2 separate regions of the Sus scrofa genome follow, and region 2 is linked to region 1. Evidence: chromatin contacts called from public HiChIP or PLAC-seq data. All regions are on one chromosome and are shown on one strand. The core of a region is the stretch at or near the end of the contact, and the rest is flanking DNA. Distances in the headings are between cores, read along the strand shown.

Region 1 (4,291 bases), core at 298-2,797:
GGGGTCTAATCGGAGCTGTAGCCACTGGCCTACGCCACAGCCATGCCAGATCTGATCCATGTCTGCGACCTATACCACAGCTCATGGCAACACCGGATCCTTAACCTACTGAGCAAGGCCAGGGATGAATCCTGTGTCCTCATGGATACTAATCAGTTTCGTTTCCGTTGAGCCATGATGGGAACTCCCCAATACACGATTTTAAAAGCCATACAGTATGGATAGAAAACATGGGTGAAAATGTTTTATAAATTTGGAAAAGGACTTTTAAACATAACTAAACCCAAGAATCCATTATAGGATATATTGATAAATATGACTGCACAAAAATTAAAACATCTACATAGCTAAAATAGCATAAACAAAGCAAACAGATGACTGACAAAATGAGAAAAAAATCCAGTATCACATACTAAACAAATGAGCTAATTTTTGTGACCTAAGGGGCTTACAAATATCAACATGCAAAAGATGAATAATCCAATGGAAAAATGAGCAAATGGCACCAATAGGCAATTCTTGGAAAATAAAAGCAAAGGCCATCAAATCATGAAATGCTCATTATTATTACTGAACTCATTAAATGCTCATTATTCCACTAATAATGCAAAAACGCAATTTAAATCAATGAGGAATGATTGTTCATTTCAAGACTGACTTAGGTAAGAAAGTTTGCCCAGTGTTGGCTAGAGTGTGAGGGAAGATCTTCCTGAGCATTATTAACAAGGATGTAAAAATGGGGAAACCTCCTTTAAAAAAATCTTATTAAAAGTCAAATGTACCTATCTTTTGACCTAGAAATTACATTTTCAGGGACACTAAATAAATTAAGCAAATCTACAGCCAGAAAAGGCAGTAGGAAGAATGCATGCAAATTTAACGAAATTTAATTTTAGGCATAAGACGGTCTCTAAATCAGGGTGCACTAAAAGAAGCCATTGTCCAGGTTTGCCTTATTTCAACAATATATAGCCATAAAAAGACCCCAGGGCAAGAAAATAACAATACAGATAAACGATCAAAAGCTGGATTCCGACACTCAAGAATCCAGCTCCGAAATTGGAATATCCGGAGAGGCGATCTGATTCACGTAATTTTTAAAAACATAAACCCCTTCAATCTCTTCACTTCTGTGCAAAGACGTGGAGTTAAGAGACCAATATACTACTCAGATCCGCCTAAGGCCCCGCGCTGACCCTCAGGGGAGAAAATTACTTACGGTGACAAGACTGGGATCAAGTCAGACGAAAGACACTTCAGGAATAACCAAAAAAAGTGTTATCAAGCCACAGGTCCCCACTGCGAGCAGTTCAGCGCTTACACTCCTTGGATAGGTCAGCAGTGCATGCTGACCGGCCAACCTCAGCTACTGAGCATGCGGGAAGTTCGGCGCAGGCGCAAAACAGCTACTTCGCCGTAATTGACGCCCAGGTCTGACTCCCGATCCGCGGTAACGTCCGCTTCTCCGTGTTTTCGCCAAGCTTTCCGTAGGGTCCAGTCACCTGAAATCTATACTGAAGGTGTAGCCACTCTGAAAGATTCTGTTCTGCTTGCAGGTGTCTTCCAGTGCACTTTGTGTTGGGTGGATTAGTGATACCGCCCTGCGGGGGAGGGTGGCTACCCAACCTCGAAACTCTGGGAGTCCGTGGACTAGCTTCAGGAGGTCGGGACACCCCCACCTCGGCTCCCCGTAGAAAAACTTTACGCTGATTTGTGCTGCTAGCGCTTACGTGTGTGTACCACGTCTTCTTTATCCATTCATCTGTTGATGGACACTTGGGTTGATTACATACCTTGGCAATTGTAAATAATGCTGTTAGGAAAACTGAAGTACATGTATCTTTTCAAATTAGTATTTTTGTGTTTTGGGGATATATCCCCAGGAGTGGAATTGCTGGATCACGTGGTGGTTCTATTTTTAGTTTTTTGAGAAACCTCCACACTTTTTTCCACTGTGGCTGCACCAATTTACATTCCCACTAACAGTGTGGGAAGGTCTAGGCCTTTTCTTAGAGCTTGGGCCCCCAGATTGGAATTTTGCTTTATCTTTGCTGATGATGAAGAGCCATAAGGCACCATCTGCATCATTTTGTAGGTTAAACACTTAGAAAAACTCTTAACAGCAGAATCTTTATCAATTTTTTACAATGTTCTCCCTACTACTTTACCCTTTGCGCAATTGAACATTAGTTCGTTTTTGCTTTGTAGAGACTTGCCTTAACTGGATTCTTTTGAACTTCAGCTTAGTTTTTCCTAAAAAAAGTTGTTTTGGGGGAGAGAACAGTTAGTGAGCAACTTTCATTGTGCTCTCATGTAACTCCCAAATTTCTGTAATTCGAAACAAACAATTTCTATTAAAAACAGCAGAAAGGGGCATCGACAAATGGCTACCCTTACATGGAATTTTAGTTTGAGAAGGTTGTATCTACAATCTTATTTGATTTCCATAATAACTCTGAGTTAAATCAGACCATTTATTCTATTATGTTAAAAATATATGCATAACAAAACTTTTCATCTTAACCATCCACTTGTGTTTCTAATTAACTTATAATTACATAACAAGTACAATTGGCATGAATAAGGTTAAGGATAAACAACTGACTGTAGACCCAACAAGCGGGAGGAGAACTATGCAGGGGCCCCAGAGAGTAGCCTTCCGCTCTGATTTCTCAGTGTACCCTCAGTGCGGGGTTCAGGGGGAAACAGCACTATTGCAGTCAGCAGCTTGTTATGTGGAGGCTGGCTGTATTCGCTGGAGCAGTGTTCCCAGGAGGTAGCCATCAGCCCCCGGTAGCAGTTGAGCACTTCGCAAGTAGTCCAAAAGGAGATGTGCTGTACTTAAAAACACGTACCAAATTTCGAAGATTCAGACAGATTTCATATTAACTACATGTTTAAGTGATGATATCTTGGTCCTATTGGGTTAAATAAAATGTATTCTTGAAAAAAGACAAGGTCACTGAAATAGGAGCCAAAAGGGCGGGCCACACCTAGCCCCGCCCCTCAGAGGCAGCCCCGCCCCGGGGAGGTTGCCGCTAAGACCCGGACGTGGCTCCGCCCATGCAGCGCTCCCCGCCCCTTCCCCGCCCCTTCCCCTTCCCGCGCGCGTGCGCACTCCTGCAAAACCGCGCGCAGGTGCTCCGCGCTCCCAGGTCCTCAGATCCCGGGCCGAGTTAAGGCCCTGGCGCTCGCCTGGCGGCTGGCGTTGGCCCACCATGCGTTGGGGGCTGCGCCCGAGTGGGCCGGGGGCAGCGGCCCTGGCCGCGGCCCGGAATTTGTGGGTGCAGCCCCGCCCGTCCTGTAGGCCGAGCTGGCGAGGGACGACGGGGAGGCTTTCGGTGCGGTCAGTCACCGGGGCCAGTAACCAGCTGCAGAACTCGAGGAATGGCAGCTATCGGGACACGGTGCTGCTGCCGCAGACCAGCTTCCCCATGAAACTGCTGGGCAGCCAGCAGCCCGACACGGAGCTGGAAATCCAGCAGGTACGGGCCCGACTGTGCGCGGCGCGGGTGTGTAGCCGGGCCTCGGCAGCCGGGCCCGGCGGGGGCGGAGAGGACACGGGCCTCCCCGGAGCCACGCCCGGGCCTGCCACACCTGGCGCGGGGCGGGGCGGGGCGGGACGGGACGGGGCCGGGCCGGGCCACAGGCTCCAGGGTCCTGGCTCCTTTGGGCCGGGGGTGTTGTGACCAGCTGAGGCGAAATTCTCCGCTTCGCGCAGGTGGTGTAGCTGAAAACAGGAGTGAGGAAACCTCTGGGCATGTCTCCTGGAGGCGGTAGGTTCCAGAGTGGATGCTAGGGGATACCCTAGCGATGCCCACGTAGCGTGGATAGGCTGTAAATCCCAGTTTTAGTTGAGGCAAAACCAGTCGAATTTGGACGCTTTTCCAAGATCTTTTTAAGAAGCAGATTATCATATACACATATAAAGAGACATTCACTCATGAGGGGAAATTGAAGCTCACTTTCACGGTATCAGTAGGCCCCTAGTTGGAATTATGGCTTGTTTGCTGGGTAGGTTGCGCTGCTTACTCCTCCGAATCCTCTTCCGAAACTGTGCTTCTGTCTCCTGTATTAGATTGAACTCTCTAAGGGCAGAGAGTCACTAGCTGGTTTCTGTAAATCCTAGTCTTTAAAAGCCCTGGTATTCTGAATGCGCGTTGGCTAATTAAATGCACTTATCTTAAATATTCTTATGACAGCTATCAGAGTTCCAGACTCACAAACCCGTTTTGGCCGTCTAGTTTTTTTTCTTTGTCGTTTTAGGGCCGCAGCCTTGGAATATGGAGTT
Region 2 (3,839 bases), core at 740-3,239, 140 kb after region 1:
TCACTGCATACATTCACAATTGCACAAACTGCAGACGTTTAAGATGCAAAACATCCAAAACCTACCTCCTTCATTCTCAACCCTTGCCCAAGCCAAAGGCATCCTCAAGTGCTCTCACTCACCAGCCCCAGATCTCTGGTAGGTCCTGCAGATTCTCCCTCCCAGCATCTCTCTAAGCTGGCTCCTGCTCTCAAGCTCCGCTGAAGCTATTTTAGTTTACGCCCGCCCACCTGACTTTTACATGGATTATTGGAATCACCTCCCAACCAATTTCCCTGTTTCTTATCTCTCCTCCACACAGCTGCCAAAGCACTTGACAGGGTGATTCAACTGTGCTGATTAAGCACAAATCTGACCTGCTCAACGTCTTTCGGAAGCATCCCACTCCTGCAAGGCTTCCCATGATCAAGCTCCTTGCTACCTTTACAGCTCATCTTCCCTCCCCTCTCTTTTCCTGGCATCCTCTTTCTCAGTCATTCCGCCTGCCTGAGCTCTCTAAATATCATGCCATTTCAGGCCTTCCTTCCTTTGCTCAGCAAACGCCGCTGCTTCTCCCTGTTCATCTAATTCCTACTTCAATGGCTTCTAGGGAGGCTTAAGTACCACCACTTAAAGTATCCCTAGTGCCATCTGTGCATCTCAATCACACTGTACTGTACAAGCTCACGCACTTGTCTCCGTCAACCATAAGGGCCGAGACAACAGAGTCTATCAACCTTATTTGATTTGCAGCACTGCTGACTGGCACACAGGAAATACTCCTAAACAGGTCTGATTTGATGCCTTCTAAATTTAAAAAAGGAAAGGAGCTTATGTAGTGGAACTTTTATCACCCTTCCAGTAGAGCACAAAGTAACAGCACTCTACTACAAAGCCAAATGTGCTTCGGACAAATGGCTTTTACTACAAAGCCACGTGAATGGAAATACAAAGAAATCAAACAGAAAACACACACCCTTTTCAACAGCAGAAATGTACGAAGTTCTTTAGAACCACGCAGCCGCTAATAAACCAGACTTGCGCTTTTATACTACGTGGGCAAGTCGCACTGTTTGATGATAATAACAGGTTGGAAAGCTTCTCATCTCAAGAAAGCAAATTATTAACGTCTCATGGCCACGCTACTGTAATTTCAGGCCCGATGTGGGTTCCCACCTCCTGACAGGTCCGTGTCCTTACGTAGGAGACGCCTACGCATCACCTTAGGAGTCCCTCACCTGTCAATCACTCGTTCTCTAAATCTGAACCGGAGGAAAGCTGACGGAAGAAGGCAGAGTGCGGGCGATGGTAAACACTTTGGGAAAGGGCGGCAGCGGAAGGCCACGGTCCCAGGCAAGGACGAGCGCGGAGGGTGAGGCAAAGCCAGGCCAGAGCGCTGACAGCTGGCGAGGAACCGGGAGGAAGACGCGACCTCGGAGCTGGGCGCCGGGGCTGGAGCCACGCGAGGCGGAGGAGACACGCGGGAGAGCGGGGGTGGGGAGAGCGCTCGGCCGGGACCAGAGGAGGCGAGACGCAGGGTCCGGCCAGAGGGCGGGGCGGTTCCGGCGCGAGGCCGACGGCGCCGACGCAGGCAGCGCGGACGCGGCCCCAGGGCGAGGAGGGCAGGGGATCCGCGAGGGGAGCTAGGAGCCGGGGGCCGGAGTCGCGCAGTTGGGGGGAGACTGGACCCCGCGATCAGGGCGTGCGGGGGCGGCGGGGGCACTTACTGGGGTCCCTCTTCAAGGCGCCGCTGGGGGTCTCCTCCCGCAGATGAGGGAAGAGGAAGTCCCGGGCGGCCTGGAGGTCCTGGAAGTAGCAGAACTGGACGATGGAGCAGGCCATGGCTCCGGGGACCCCCGATCGGGCATCCAGCTGGCCTCGCCACCCCTGCCCCCGCCACCCCGCGGCCACCGCCGCCGCCGCCGCCGCCTCCGCGGAGCCGGGAAAGCAGGAGCCGCGCGGGGGCGGGGACACCAGGCCGGAAGCCGTCAGCGCCCGCGGGGCCGCCGTCCGAGCGCTGCGCATGCGCGGGCGGCCCGCGTGACGTGACCGACGGCGGCGTCGACGTGGAGGATGGGGCTGGTTCTGGTCCCAGTCCTGCGGCTGCACCGGGGGATGAAACGTCTTCTTTCTTGTGGCTTTTAGCCAGAGATGATCTAATTGGACGCCGGCCCTCGAGTCATTTAACCAGTCTCCTGGACCTGCCACAATTGGCAGGATCCTGATGGTTGAGCGGATAGTCCCTGTTAAGCCTGCGGCAGGCCAGTTGAGGACGGTATCATGCAAGTATCTGAGTTTGAAAGATATTTCTTCTGGCCATCAGCCCCATCAAGGCTACTTTAAATGCCCTGCCTATAAATTCTCATCGTTCTACGTACGCCTAATATAATGCGTGTTGTGCTGAATTATATTTAGGTTTTCGGCATCCACTTGCTTTTACATTCATTCATTCATGCATTCAACACATTCATTACTCTCTTTTCAATGTCAGCCACGCAAGGCACTGAGTATAAAGCAGGGAACAAAAGAAATAAAATGTTTGTTCCCGTGGACCTCAAAATTCTAGTGGCTGACACAGTTAGTAACCAATGTAATTGAAGTTGTAATAGTGCTAGGAGGAAAAGAGAGTTAAAAAGTACTATGAAAGAACAGATCAGTAGAGTTCCCGTCGTGGCGCAGTGGTTAAGGAATCCGACTAGGAACCATGAGGTTTCAGGTTGGATCCCTGGCCTTGCTCAGTGGGTTAAGGATCCGGCGTCGCAAACGCGGTCATATCCCACGTTGCTGTGGCTCTGGCGTAGGCCAGCGGCTACAGCTCCGATTCAGCCCCTAGCCTGGGAACCTCCATATGCCGTGGGAGCGGCCCTAGAAAAGGCAAAAAGACAAAACCGAACAGTGGACTTTACCTTGTTTTTTCTTTTTCGTTCTGTTTCGCTGAAGCGGAGGTGGAGGGTTGTCAGGATCAGGAAGCAGACTTGATTGTAAACTGCTGAAGGCTGTGATGTCATTAAATTGCGCATTATATCCACCGTGTCTAGCGAGGAACCTGGAACACTGTGCTCAATAAATATTTGTTGGAGGAGTAAATGGAATGTGTATATAAAGTAAATACAATAACTCCATGCTTTTCCAAAGCACTTCCATGTTCATTAAAGTACTTTCCCACATATTCAATTAGATAGTCACAATGCCATCTTGGAAAAGTGTCTTTTCTCAGTTTTTTAGTGAAGGAATTTATCTGTGTGTCTGAGAAGACGCAAAGTCCATTTAAATAATTTTTTCTAGAGAAAAAGAATGTACATATATATGACTGGATCACTTTGCTGTACAGTAGAAAATTGACAGAAGACTGTAAACCAACTATAATGGAAAAATAAAAATCATTTAAAAAAAATAAAATAGGAGTTCCCATTGTGGCTCAGTGCTATCTAACCCGCCTAGCATCCTTGAGGACGTGGGTTCGATCCCTGGCCTGCTCAGTGGGTTAAGTAAGGATCTGGCACTGCCATGAGCTGTGGTGTAGGTTGCAGACACAGCTCAGACCCAGCACTTCTGTGGCTCTGGCGTAGGCCAGCGGCTACAGCTCCAATTGAACCCCTAGCCTGAGAACCTCCACAGATGCAGCCCTAAAAAAAAAAGGAAAAAGAAAAGAAAATATTCAAAAAAAATTTTTTTCTAAAAACCGAACACCAAAAAAGATAACGTATCTTCTTGATCTCATAAGGGGGTGACATGACACTTAGATCTGGATTGTGTGAGCCATCAATAATATGTCATTTGACGCCCAGCCCTCTATCTCAGAAAACTTATATAACTGTGCCTTGACTTCTAACAGGCAGAACAGTTCTCAGAGCTTTCTG

The links. HiChIP or PLAC-seq counts read pairs in DNA pulled down with a chosen protein or histone mark.
Region 2: a contact with region 1 is called in an H3K27ac HiChIP or PLAC-seq map of alveolar macrophages. The contact joins the promoter of RAB3GAP2 here to the promoter of BPNT1 in region 1. A contact is called at or near these places in 2 of 47 Hi-C or Micro-C datasets (heart right ventricle and skeletal muscle) and 1 of 2 datasets of contacts at active chromatin or transcription factors (alveolar macrophages).

The regions. Positions count from the first base shown.
Region 1 is chr10:9,682,568-9,686,858 of Sscrofa11.1, forward strand. BPNT1 (3'(2'),5'-bisphosphate nucleotidase 1) reads right to left here and starts at 1,548. Exons shown (of 10, transcript XM_021064317.1): 1 at 1,220-1,548. IARS2 (isoleucine--tRNA ligase, mitochondrial) reads left to right here and starts at 3,074. Exons shown (of 23, transcript XM_005656783.3): 1 at 3,074-3,485. The coding sequence starts at 3,219.
Region 2 is chr10:9,826,341-9,830,179 of Sscrofa11.1, forward strand. RAB3GAP2 (rab3 GTPase-activating protein non-catalytic subunit) reads right to left here and starts at 1,990. Exons shown (of 35, transcript XR_002336185.1): 1 at 1,707-1,990.